2 separate regions of the Rattus norvegicus genome follow, and region 2 is linked to region 1. A link is a contact called in public Hi-C data. All regions are on one chromosome and are shown on one strand. Each heading gives the region's core, a stretch centred on a gene start, on an enhancer-like site or on the middle of the called end of the contact. The rest is flanking DNA. Distances are from core to core; before and after follow the strand shown. Region 1 overlaps LOC134480009 (a long non-coding RNA gene). Region 2 holds the start of Adamts15 (ADAM metallopeptidase with thrombospondin type 1 motif, 15).

Evidence for each region. A called contact is a pair of places that touch in the nucleus more often than the background predicts.
Region 2: a contact with region 1 is called in a Hi-C map of Schwann cells, with 3 times the contacts expected there. The contact joins the promoter of Adamts15 here to the enhancer-like site in region 1. A contact is called at or near these places in 4 of 12 Hi-C or Micro-C datasets (Schwann cells, liver, mammary epithelial cells and 1 more).

Annotation. Positions count from the first base shown.
Region 1 is chr8:37,458,927-37,465,628 of GRCr8, forward strand. LOC134480009 (a long non-coding RNA gene) reads right to left here. Exons shown (of 2, transcript XR_010054110.1): 2 at 1-6,702. Among named protein-coding and RNA genes, the nearest start is that of Adamts15, 130 kb to the right of the region's middle. Within about 2 kb of position 5,030, at least 15 of the 93 cell types and tissues checked have an H3K27ac peak or open chromatin away from gene starts, as enhancers often do. A contact at or near this core is called in Schwann cells, where this site is marked.
Region 2 is chr8:37,587,940-37,595,307 of GRCr8, forward strand. It overlaps Adamts15 (ADAM metallopeptidase with thrombospondin type 1 motif, 15), which reads right to left and starts at 1,507. Exons shown (of 8, transcript NM_001106810.1): 1 at 230-1,507. The coding sequence starts at 1,186.

The DNA of each region.
Region 1 (6,702 bases), core at 3,780-6,279:
CCAGAAGAAGGTGTCAGATCCCCCGGAACCACCATTATGGAACCAAACCTGGGTCCTCTCTCAGAGGTCTATCTCTCCATCCCCGAGCTTTAAATTTTTTTAATCTCAAAGTAAGTGTGAAAGACTTTTTATAGAGTATAAAATAAAAATTCTGTTGGGAAAATACCTTAATTCGCAGTTACCCTCATTTGAATGTTTATGCCCCTCCCCAAAGTTCATGTATTGAAACCTACCTCCCAGAGGGGTAGTACTAAAATGTGGGACTTCCACACTCATGCAAAATACAATCTGATACTGATGGATTTTAAAGGACATGGGGACATAAAGTTGGAAGTGGATCGAGGCTCCAAGAAGGGTTAGAAGGGAAAGCAGGGGGTTATGAATATGAGCAAATATATTTTAAATAAAAATAATCAATAGATTTAAAAGACATGTCATTTTAAAAACAAAAGGTGGGGGGCTGGAGAGATGGCTCAGTGGTCATGGCTGCTCTTCCAGAGGTCATGAGTTCAATTCCCAGTTCCCATGTAGTGGCTCACAAAAACAAAAGGTGGGGTCCTTGAGAGATGACAGGTCCTAAGAGCTGTTTACCTGTTCCAAGATGCAGAGAGAGGCACAGACCACGACATAAAGACTAATGCCCCGACTAGATATTGAATTTGTAGATATCCAATATGGTGGTAACTGTAATACTGACTGGATTTCTCAGTCTCTAGAACTATAAGACATGGGTTGATGTTGTTTGTAATTAATGAATCTATAAGATACTTTATAATAGCCCAAGTGGATAAAATCAATATTTTGACCCAAATTCCCCATACAAGATAGAAATCAGAGTGGACCCCAGCCCCAACACTTTTTTGGTCTGACTCCAACCCCTGTGAGTAACACTGGGTTTTCACATCAGATATGCTTTAAACATTAGCTTGATCACTAGAGGAAAAAAAGAGCTATGGCCCTGTCCTGCATTACACTGCAAAGAAAATTCACCCCCTTGGCCAACCTTTAGCCCAGACATTCCACAGTTCCCAGCCTTTTAACAAAAAGAGTGCATGTTCTGACCCACACTAGGACTACACACCAAGTGGACATGACATTAGCAGAGGGAAGAACAGGCAGAGAGGGGGACAGAGAATGACATCATTAAAGCACTTCCCAGAGAGAGAGACGGCATGATGATCTGATCAGGGAAGACATGAGCTTTGCCACCCTCAGGTGAGTGTGCAATATCAACCCAAGGCTGTGGCTTGCCCTGGATATGCTACCATCGTGAAAATCTCCGGAAATCATAACCAGTCTTTTGGTGGCTTAAGGAATATGAGAGGAAGGAGCCAAAGTAACAACTTTTGAGCCTGGTTGTCCCCTGGAAAGACCGGGTTGACAATAGGAAGTTACGGTGGTCACAGTAAAGAAATTAGGAGATTGAAGAGTCTGGTGATAAAAACCTTGGCACAATGGTGGAGTATGCCTTTTGAAGACTATTCCAAAATCTAGTCCCAGCTCCACCATTTGTGTGCCATGTGGCCCCAGCTTCCTCATTTGAATTGGGGGTGTTAAAATAAACACTTTGACAGAGTGTTGGAGAACAAAATGAAACAATGTACACAAAGCACTTGGCTCCTAGCAGGTGCCCCCCCAAATATTTGTTCTGTCTTCTGAGGCTTGAAGATTCCACCAGACAGTGTTATGTTTAAAAACATATTTTTAAACAATAGAGGCCTTTGTAAAATTGTCAGGAGCTTTCCCTTAGAAGCTGTGAGGTTTGCAGTATGCAACTGGATATCATTTTAATAACTGTCTGAGCTGTGTGGTCCTATACTGGTCGGGAAGAATGCGGAAAGAAGATAGAATTCCATCAAGGTCAAAGGTCACTGGAGCTACATGGAAAAGAAATTAATATAGCCTAGGCAAAGAAAAGTAAAATCAAGTCACGTAGCAGCCTCAAATAGAGGAACAATTCCATGACCATACTAAATAAGGCTCAATGGATAGAAATAAACAAGAAGGGATGCCCTTAGTTCTTGACCTTCTCCACACGGCCAGTCCTATCACAAAGGACAAGTGCTGGTGGTCCACAGTTGTGTAGCCATACCAGGCTGTGCAGACCCGTGTGAAAGAACCAACATTCATGACAGCATGAAGTTCCCAGTGTCGACCTTAAATAAGGATGACAAGAATTCTGGCCTGCCTCATGAATTCTCTCTAAATTGCATGAGATGGCAGTCTGATCTTAACTCTGGGAATATTTAGAATTAATAATAAAATGCCTAGCAGAAAAAAAAGAGTATAACTATAACTATGTATGCATTAATAACCTATACAGTCAGTAGCAAGGATATTTATAATATTTAAGAGAACTTTGAGTATAATAAAATATACCTGCATTGAAAATTCTTATTAGAAACACATGGTCAGAGGACTGGACTAGCTCCGTGGCAGGGTGTTTGCCTAAAAGTGCTTGGTTGAGATTCCCGTGTATGTATTTAATGGGAACTTTCCCAGGTTTATATACAGTCATAACAGTTGATTAATCGTTACATGTGTAAGTTTATTTATGTTATTTATGAGTTATTTAATAAGCTGGAAGCATGATGTTGTTAAAGCTTTAAAATAAGATAAAATATTCAACTTACAAATACAGCTTTGGAAGTTTAGAGAAATTTCACACAGAGGTTGCCACACCACGCAGCACGGGCAGGCAGAGGACACCCAAACACCCAGATGTTCTCAGAGCACTCTGAGCAGGCTTGGAGAAAACACCCAGAGACACAGCTGCCACCTGCTGCAATGCCACACAGCAGCTTAGGTGAGTGGAGGACACACAGAGGCTGCCCGTGACCACGAAGAGCAGGTGGGCTGTAGATGATGCACAGAGGCCCTGCCCACAGCAAGAACCACCATGATGTGCACATATGTGCTGGACAAATGAAAAAGGAAGGGAAACAGAACAGTTTGAGCATTGTGAAGAGAGGAGACAGGAGGGTAGAGAGGGATCATGCTGCTGGGGGCCATGTCTGAGTCTGTGGCCATACAGCAGCAGGGGTCTGTGTTGATGTCCCTAGCTCCTATTAACACTAAAGACCTTGTGGATGTCCCCGGTCTGGGCAACCACCTGGGACCACATAGATGTCCAAAGCTCGTGCAGAGCTGTCTCTGACCTTCAGCTGCTGCAAGAATTGGGAGAGTGGGGCTGCATCTCGCCTGGGCAGCACAGTAGAGTTGGCCCTGATGGCAAGGGTGTGGGTAGGCTGGCCCTGCCTATCATCTGCTGACAGTGGAATAGGCACAGGGGTGATTCCCCACTTCACCCATTGCCACATGTGGTAGTCGGGACAGTTGGCCTCGGAGTCGTGAGAGTAGGAGAGCTGTCTCTACCCCCTCACCTGTTGCAGCACTTGAAGAGTGGGCCCCACACCCTAACTGGGCAGCTCGATAGAGCTGGCTCTGGTGGTGGGGATGTGGATGAGCCAGGCCTCAATGCATGAGAACAGGAAAACTGACCCTGCCTGCCTCCAGCCAGCTGCAGCACTGAGTGAGCAGTGCAGAAGAGCTCACCTGGTGGCAGAGTGTGGGAGAGCTGACAGGCTGACCAACCTAGCTACCACCCGGGCCCAGATCCAGGGCTTTGAGGTGGCCCACCCCAAAATCTACCTCATCTATGGACTGCTAGAGTGTGGGAAAGGGCCAGTCCTGCTGACCCAAAGCTGTAGGATCTCCATGACACTGGGCAACAACAAGGTAACTGAGAGAAGTCCTGGTGAGGATCCAGTATCAATGGTGGAGCACAAGCCAGAGGCCTCAAACCAGACCAGTGACTCCCTGCAGTGATCATTTCCAAGTAAAGCCGTTTGGGCAAAGGGGTATACTGTGACACACTGTGACACTCTATGACATACTGTGACACATTGTGACACTCTATGACACACTGTGACACGCTATGACACAATACAGCTTCCACAATGAGATGTTTTCTTTATTTTGTTTCTTTTCGTTTTCTTTTGGTGGGGAGGTTGTAAAAGCAGAGGGAGGACACAAGACAGGAAGATAAGAGGGACAGGGATGCAAGATGTATAACTCACAAAAAAATCAATACAAAGGTTTATTAAGTTTAGAGAAATTCCTATAAATGCCCCCCAAGTATTTACCCCAACACAGAAGATTGGTCTATTGAACCTTTGATGCAACTTTAAAGAATTAAATGTAAATTTTTCAAAACCAAAGGAACCTTTGAATACCACTGTTCCTTTAAGTAGGAGAAGTCCTCTATTTAGAAAAGGAATGAACCAGCAGCCTCAACTAACCCGGACCCCAGGGAACGTCCAGAGACTGAGCCACCAACCAGGCAGCATACACAGTTTGGTCCAAGGCTCCTGGCACATATACAGCAGAGAACTTCCTGGAGAGGATAGTGGGGAGGACTAGTGATAGGGGAGCACTCTGTCAGAGGCAAAGGGGAGGAGGAATAGGATGAGTAACTGTGGGATGGGGGGCCCAAAAGAGCAATAGCTGGAATGTAAATAAATAAAATAATGTTTAAAAGAAAGAACTAAAAAGGAATGAAATCTTAATGGGAAATTTTCAAGTAGACAGAGCAGAGCTGTCCATTTGCCACAGGGCTGGAGCCTGATCTGACCTGCAGCTTCTCTTTCAATGCCACAGTGAGGCAAGCACCCACAGTACAGTTCTATCTCCGCCATCCATACCTGGCTCACTCTCCTCAGCAGGGAGACAAGTTCACCAGCACCAGGACTAGACAAGGGGAAGGTGTACCACACAATGAGATTACCAGCTTATAATTTGCATAGCCCTGACTGGAAATGATAATCTATGAAAACTCAGGAAAAAAAATTATCTAACTGCTCTGTGATGTAGAAAGCATTTTTTAAAATGCCCACTCTGAGGGTGGTGAGACACATACATGCAGTTACATACTTTCAACCTTTGCCAAGAGCCACCAGGGATAGGCTGGGAACAAGACGCCACCCCACCCAGGTCCAGCTAGTTGTGACTGCCTATGTGATTCATGCTCAGCCAATGCCAGATATGTCAGGCATTCACAGCACAAAGGACATTGGCACAGAGTCCAGCTCTGCCCCATGCCAACTCATGGAACTTTAGGCCAAAGAACTAAGGACCACTAACCTACTATAAAGAGTAGTTGAAGGCTGATGTGGGAACATCTGGCAATATGACCAGCATATTTAGGAGACTGTCTCCATATCATATGGTCTACAAGCATACTGTAGGTTCTCATCCCTACTCTGCTAAAAGCAGACAGATAGCTCCAGGCCAACTTCTGGTCAATCCAGATAAGGAGAGCATCAGAACAGCCAGTGCACAGGAAGCCTGGCATTCTCTCCTTCACCCATGACCCTGACTGAACCCGAGGAACCAGTCATTACTCTGGAACAGATAAAACACATCTGGTTCTATTCAAACTTTCTCCCTTTCACCTCTGAAGAAGTGCATTCAAAATTCTGCAGCAATACTTGCCCACTGCCAACCCAATGTCCTTTGTTCTTCTTTCTTTTTTCCCAGTGGAAAAAATTAGCCTGGGGTCCCTGTGTTTGCACTGCATTTCTCTAGACATCTGTAGGGACATGCCTCTGAACCCCTGCAGACCCTAAGTTTAAGGGCCTTTCTTTGGCCTGAAGGTAAGACATCCTTAGAGAAGAATGGTGGCTGGTAAGTTAAGAACTCAAACTGATTCCCTGGAAGCTATACTTCATACCAACAAAATACCCTTCAAAAAGGTCAGCCCTTCTTAGACTCCCCTATCCATGGAGGATCCTCACCCAAGTAGGATTCCCATGTTTTGAATCCTGAGACTTAAAATACTCAGAAACATCTTATCACCCCCTCTTTGAGTAAGTTATAGCCTGAAGTCACAGAGCTTTCCAGAACGCTGCTGCCTTACAGTAGACTTTGAGTTTTTCCAAAAATCTACTTTTTTTTTCCTATTCTTTTTTTTTTTTTTTGGAGCTGGGGACCGAACCCAGGGCCTTGCGCTTGCTAGGCAAGCGCTCTACAACTGAGCCAAATCCCCAACCCCATCAAAAATCTACTTTTAATAAGGATTCTTAAATCCTTTAACCTCCCTTCTAGCTCACCACCCACCAGAGGTAGTGGGAAAGAAAGGTTATTAGGATACGGAGGAAGTGGACCTGTTTAGAAATAGTCCTTTGGAGCAAATCCAATCTGTGTTGTCTGTCAGGATATAACCAGCATTGCAATTCAGTAGTGTCAGGATAGAAAACAGGAATCAGCAGCGATGGCGTGACCCAGCAGAAACAGCCAGGCCCCCACAGAACATGCATCCATTCACAGGTCTGCTTTAGCAAAACATCCTTTCACCTGTGTGCCCTGGCAAAGCATCGTTTGACATAACTGACTTTCCAAAGAAACCAGTTTTCCACTTCATCTTACTCATTTCACACAGTCCCCATCTCTCTTTCAACTTGTGCACAAGATGAGCTGCCTGTTTGAAGTCCCATATGGCTTCCCTAACCCCAGAGCATTCTATTCCAGGAAACAATTCTTCTGTCTGGAGAAACACATGCTTTCAGTCTAGTAGTTTTGTGGGACTCCTGAGTGTGTGAACAAGTGGATCTCTGATGTAAGTGCCTCTTCTTGGGGCTCTTTTCCTTCTTTTGTCTTCTCCAATGTCTATGTGATGGACTTTGTTTTATCTTACGATATTTT
Region 2 (7,368 bases), core at 257-2,756, 130 kb after region 1:
CTTCGGAAAAAAGCAGGATCTCCTCCAACCTCCCAGAAACACATGAGGTGGAAGCTCTGCTGAGCCTAGGAGAGGACTCTATTTAGAACTTCCATTGCTAGGATTCGAAAGAAACCAGTTTAAAGGGGACATTGGGTGTCTCCAAAGGGGACAAGGATCTTTGGAGTTCTAAACTCAATGACCCTAAGAAAAATAGGGTTGAACCCAAAGAGGTGACAGATCAACTCACCTGTCTGGTGAAGAGGATGGCTGTGTCCCAGTACTCGGGGTGCTTGTCGCTCACTTTGTTCAACTTTTTCTGCCAGGCACAGAAGTTGCGCAGAGTCAGGGCCGCGTTGCCTGTGACCTTGGGCCCAGTGTCACGATCTCCTAAGAGTAACACCTTGACCACAACGATGTTGATAGGGTTGAGGATGCTGGGGTGGCGGTAGAGTCGCGCCGCCGTGGCCAGCAGCGTCAGCAGATAATGTTCCAAATCCGCGCCGTGAAACTTGACCATTGACTCGTCCGCCACCACCAGTGTCTCCACGTACCGTGGTATAGACACGAAGCGCTTGGCGCGCCCAGACCTGCGCCGGTTGTGGCTTTCGCCCACGCCCGTCCGCCGTGGTTTATAAGGGTCCAAGGCCCTCAGGATGGCGGGGTTCCAGCCCGAGGCCACCCCGCAGCGAGAGGTAGGGTCTCCGGAAGGCCCTACGGGAGCACCCCGGCGCTGGAGAAGGTGTGCGCCCTGGCTATGACGCTGCGCCTCAGGCGCGCTGGTGTTGGGCAGAGGGCTAATGACATACTCCGCACCTTGGTAGCCAAAGGCTCCGCGGAGACCCCCGCATAGGCTTACAGCAGCAAAGGAGTCTGGCTCCGCGTTCACATACCCGGAATAGAAGCAGCGTCGCAGGTCTAGAGAGCTGCCAGTGAGCCTCTGCAGGGGGACACCTAGATACTCAGTAGCAAAGGCGGGAGCCAGGAACTGGGCATCTGGCGTCAGGTGTAGATAAAAGTCCTGCTGAAAAGCTGTGATCTGAAAAATGAGACCCTGATCCCCGGAGTCCTCCGTACCCCTCCTGTAGTAGTGGCGGCCATTGATGTCCGGGTCCCGTCGGATTGGAACGACCACCTCCCACTCTGGCTCGGAGCTGCTAGCAGGTCGCCAGGCAAGAGCCAGGATTGAGATGCCCAGTAGAAGCATGGCGCCGGGCCGCGCACAGACGCGCTCTGGGATGAAACTTAGCCCGGCTCCCACGGCAAGCACTGTCCCCTTGTAGCCCACACACCAACGCCCGGGACAATGGGCAGTTCCCAGAAAGGACAGCCAACCAAGTCCGGGAGACTCCTCCCAGAACAGCGAGCGTGCACAGGGCAGCCCGCGCCTCCTACCTGTTCCTCCCTAAGCAAAACGCGCTCTGGGAGCTCTAGTAGGATCGCTGTCAAGTGCACAGGCGAAAATTTGCGGTGGAGAAGTGACGCGAGGTGGCGGGCTGCTCTGCGAACCGTAGCCGTTCGCGGTGCAGCAAACTAGGCGCTGGGCGAGCCTATTAAAGGCCCCCTCCTCTTTGGACTGCCCAGTCAGCGCCCCTCCCCTAACTCCTCTCCCAGCCTCCCAGAGCTCGCAGCCTGGAGCCTCCAGGGGCCACTGGAGAACTCGGTCCCGCCTCCTGAGCAAGAGCCACTTGGAGGGGAGGGAGTGGCGTTATGCTGAGGCAGGAGGCGTGGGCTGACCTAAGAAACGAACGCTGGAACCTACTCGCGGTTTTTTGCGCTAGGTACCCCAGTGAAGAGATGCATCAGTTACTACTGCCTTGTGGACATCTGTGAACTCCCTGAGTCTTAGCCTTCCCAAGGCAGCTGGCTCCGGGAGCACAGCACTGACCTCCTTTTCCAGACCCACCTCTTTCCTCCCATTGCAAAAGCTCCCACCCTGCTTCTTAACCATCAAGTCTCCAAACGGACCTCAAACTGAGGAGGGCCCTTTAAACGTCCTAGTGTTGGGAGAACAACCTTCAAGAAATACAGCCAGTCCTTCTTGAACCCAGAGCCACCCGGGCCCACAGGGGCTGCCCTGTGGGGTCAGCACTGTGCTAGATGGGCTCAGACCAGACTCCCGGGTTTTCAGGATCTCTGCCAGGCAGATGTTAAATGCAACCATCATTTAAAACTAAATGATATAAGCTTATAACTAAATAAATTGCATTTTAAAACAAAGATGATAAACTCTCAAAACTCCATCACTTCCTAACTATCTGATTGTTGTCTCTGGTCCTGAGCCACTGAGGCCTTCAACCCCCCGCCCCCCAACACACACAGCCCAGAGCTTCCAGAAAAGAGCAGAAGAAGGTGGGAATTCTTTTTTTTTTTTTTTTTTTTTTTTGGTTCTTTTTTTCGGAGCTGGGGACCGAACCCAGGGCCTTGCGCTTCCTAGGCAAGTGCTCTACCACTGAGCTAAATCCCCAGCCCCGAAGGTGGGAATTCAAATGGACTTCCACTTAGTGTCTCCATCTCCCCATACAGCCACATAGCAATTGGCTTTCAAACTAGGTCCTGGTGGAGGTACAGCTAGTGCTAGCTAGCAGGGCTTGAAGAGAGGTGGCAAGCCCTTAATACACACATTTATTAGTATCCTAGTGCCTGAAGGGAACAGACAAGCAAATGCTGGCTGTCTTCTAGCGGGGCGAGCCAACAGACTGGTGGGCAATAGAAAGTAGACCTTGCGTCCTCTGTATGTATTTTGATCCTCACCCAAGTGTAGGGCAAGGCACTGGAATAGAAGACTGAGTGTGGATCAGCCGGAGAAAGCACAATCACCACAATCACGTTGTAACATTCCGATCCAGCTTGGAGAGAAGGCTGGGTACCTGTACGTAGCACCAGACCTCGAGATTCCAATATCTTTGCAGAATCTGGAACTGGAGATATAGCTCAGTGGTTAAGGGCCTTTGCTTGTCCTTGCAGAGAACCCAGGTTCAGTTCCCAGCACCCACCACAGTGGCTCACAGCCATCCATAACTCCAGCACATGGGGATCTGATGCATTCTAACCTCTTTAGGCACAGACACGCCCTGTCACACACGCAGACAAAGCAATTGTGTACATAAAATAAAATAAATAAATCTGTGCAGAATCTCCCCCCAACCAAAAAGAAACCCAATAGAGTAAGGAGGCTTTCCTGCCTAGTCTTTCTTGACAACTAGAAAAATCTTTGAAGAAACAAATCTCCCTGGCTTGCAAGGGAAAGAGAACGCTTGAAGGGAGTGTGACTGGTTTAACGATAAAGAAGGTGCTCTTTATGAAGGTGAGATGTGTCTGCTCACGGAAACAGGTTCCATTGTCAAAGGAAGGAGAAAGCTTGGTCAGGTCCACCAGCAAAGAGCCTATTATCTTCTCCCCATAAAGAACCTTGAACAAGCCCTCCAGGGCCTTGCAACAGGAAGACTGACAGATGCCCATAATCCTACTGAGGCTCCTCCTCAACTGAGACAAAGGATCTGAAATTCATTATGCTGAATGAGTAAGAAGAGATGGGTGTTTATGCTCTATAAATGAAAGGGAAAGTAGCCATATGGGAGGAATGTGTGTAAAAGGGAGTTACACTTTACAAAGGCCTTGTGTCTGAGTGTTCAAAGAGCAGCTCAGCAACGAAAAGTCGTTTATTTAGAGTGGGCAGTTCCTTCCCTACACCGGACAGTTTTGATGTGGGTTACAAGATTCCCAATCACATCTAACTTTCACTATGAGGGGGTTTGAACAAGGTCTCACTGCCTATCAATCAACATGCAAACCCTGGGAGAGGAAAACGTGTCCCCTCCCAAGAACTTCAAATCTCCCCTCCCCAGCCCAAAGAGTGCATACCTGAGCATGGAGCCTGACCTTGTGGAATGACTCAAAGACGCTGACATGTGTGTTGCACACTTACTAGGGGCTACGTACTGGACCAAAAGTTTTGTGTGTGTATTATCTTCTTTAGTGTTGGGAAGACAATTCTATTTGGTCACTTCTGCCAGGGGTTTCCAGTGAGGAAGTCAAGGCAGTGGGATATGGGGGTAGAAAGCACAGATGAATCAAAGTTAAGAGAACTCAGAACTCACAGTGCTTTTATTACTGATCTGATTCTTAGAGTCCAGATTTCCTTGTCTGTCGAGTGAGCAGGGATCAATCTAGGTAAGGGGTCCTCTGCCATTGGAAGGACCTCATTGGAAAGCTCTGACTTCTAAAGACACTTCCACATCAGGTATTTATGACGATTTGACTGAGGCCTACAGATGGCAGTGTCGCACAGGTAAAGGCACGGGATCAGCGTAATGAAACATAGATGATAGATAGATAGATAGATAGATAGATAGATAGATAGATAGATAGATGTGAAATCAATGGAACTCTTTACATATATGATAACAAGAGAGAGAATATGTGTGTGTGTGTGTGTGTGTGTGTGTGTGTGTGAGAGAGAGAGAGAGAGAGAGAGAGAGAGAGAGAGAGAGAGAGAGAGAACAGAAATCAGATACCAAATACCAGCTGCAAACTCTTGGGCACATTGCAATATTTTCCTATTTCCTATTCTTCAGTTTCTCCTTTGTTAAAATGGGGGAGGGGACAAGGATAGCTCCAATAGTTGTGAAGATTCTATAACGAACACTTCCAAAGGGAAGAACAGTGTTTAGAATATGTAAAATTGTCTCTTAAAATATTATCTACTAGAGATGTTGCCTGCAATCATCATCATCGCCACCATCATCATTGTCACCATGACCACCGATACCAAGCTTTACCAAGCCCTTCCGTTGACATCATGGCCTTCTGAAGAAACATCCTCCCCTTCTCTGCAAGGGACTCCATTGTGGCCTCAGTTGCCCAATCCCTGCGATAGGACCCCACAGGTACCACCCCCTTGCTTCTCTCTGTCCTCTATGATGTGATTATCCTTGGGAGGTAAAGGTAACACCTCCTCCCTCCCAGAGAGAGATCAGGAGCCTAACCGTGTTGTCACTCTTAAACAACATTTCAGTCTCGTCTTTAATACTCTTGAAGTCTCACCCGACAAGCAGCTCCTCCCAGGACTCTCTCCAAGCCACCAAAGCTAAATGTCACAGTGCCATTATGATGGCATATTGTGTTTAAATCCTAGCACCTATCTCTATTTTTGGAGTGTACACATATGTGTTTGCATGTATGACTGCAAGGCAGAAATGTGGAGGTCACAAAACACTCACCAGGAATCTGTTCTCTCCTGCCACCTTGTGGGGTCTGAGGCTGGATCTCAGGCAGTGCAGATATCTCTGTCTACCAAGCAATCCCTTTGGCCCTGGACACACACACACACACACACACACACACACACACACACACACCTGACAGAACAAGAGTGGGACCTTGTTTGACTTGCTCACTATTCTAGTCCTCCAGACCTGGCATAGTCCTGGGCCCTCCGGACTCTCCATAAATCCTGATTGAATGATTAAACCTGCTCTATGCTCAGCTTAGTGAGCCATAGCTATAAAACTGACAAGCTATTTTACCTACCAGGTGGAGTAAACCTGCCCCATGATGTAGACTCCCCAATACACTGACTGCCTTTGCAATTCTCCATGACTCCTCCCCTAGCCCCTCCACCTCTCCGACACAAACTGGAGCTACTAGCTCATTACCTCACCCAGAACCTTCATTTCAGGGTTGAGACATCGAAAGTTCAAATGAGTAAATTGGTTTGTACAAAGCCAGCCAGGAGGCTGAGACAGGGCTGCAGCCATCATGCCCTGGAAACTCATCAAAACCACGGCTCCTTTTTCCTCTGTGCCAATCTCCATGACTGTCTCCAGCACAGGAGTTGGCTGCATGGCTGGGCTAGGTTCATTCAGGGGGTTCCAGGGAGAAGGTCAGTTCGACAGGAAGCACCGAGGCCAGGTGAAGCCACAATCGGGTTATATTTTGCTTCTGTCAGAGGCAAGGCTGGTGATTTTCTAACGTGAATACCAAATATATTGGCCCGGGCATCCTGGGAGTCCTTCCCAAAATACCAAGATGAACCAAGCAGCATACCATGGAGGCTAGCGGAGCAAGCACTGTGCTGGTTGGACGAGATTTTTCGAAAAATGATTGGAAGCATTTTGATTTCTCAGATTGGAGACTAAATCATTGGCTCACCGAGTTGGGATTTAGACCTTGCTCTACACCACAGCATGAAAATGGATGCGTGGACTTATCGATTCTTCTTATGTCTTTATCACTCTTTGTCAAAGATCCTGAAAAGTTGTCAGGCAGTCACCTGCTCGTCATGGAATCTACACCAAAGAGGAGAAAAAAAAGCAAAATAAACGGGAAGTAGATTGGTCCAGCCTTACTGAGGAGCACCTTGGAGGACCAAGGGAGTGTTAAACCATGGAGCTGAGAGCGCCCACTGGCTTCTACCACCGCTTGGCCCTTCACAGCGATCCTTCCAGATGGGAAGGTTCATCTAAGTCCCTGTGAATGACAGCTCTGGGCTGGGTTCATTCTTCATTGCTCAGGGAAATATTTAACTCTACTTTCCCTCTGAGCCACCCACTCCTGTTCTTTTCTCTGGGTTTAACTACTTAAGTAGAAGTTCCTCTGTCACTTCCTGTACTAGTTCCTTCGAATGCCAGATCAGAACCAAGGGTCTTGCTTCGGCTTACGCAAACTCAGCAAGTAATTCCAGACTGTGTCCTTCTTCTGACCTGAATTCCACTCGTATAGTCTTAAATACCAGCCACCACCCCCGGAGCTCAGGCTCCCCAACTCAGCCATTTACTTTATAGCTTCACATGTACACACCCCAATGTCAATTGCTTTGGACTTCTTGTCTGTTGGCTTCGTAACCACACCTTTGGCTTTTAGCTGGCTGGATGCCTTCGGTGGAGATGAACTGAAATGGCTAAAATGTAAGTTCTTGACTCCTGCCCAGAGACTTCAAAAGCAATCCAATTGCTTTGCCAAACAAGTTCCAAACTCTATCCACGATAGAACCTCTGAGATTGGGCTTGCCCTGTAGCCTCAGGCTCCATCTGGATAGTAATGGAGAACAGCCTCTAGATACTGGATGAAGCTCCGAGATAAAGTCCACCATTCCAGAGGACATGGTGACAGGAGAAGGACAGGCTGGGGAGTAGGAAGGGGAGATCAGAATAGATATAACCAAGCTCTATGGATTACATATATGAAGTTGCTAAAAATTAAAGAGTGTTTAAATTTTCATCATTCTCCAGAAGTAAATTCATTTCCTCCACCAACCCATTTTTCTTTCTAGTAGAACACCAGGAACCTACAAAATTCTATGTAATTTAGAATTCACACATATCTTCTCACTTTACCCTTATGACTAATAGGAATCTTTAATACCTCTCCTTTGGGTAAGATAAACTT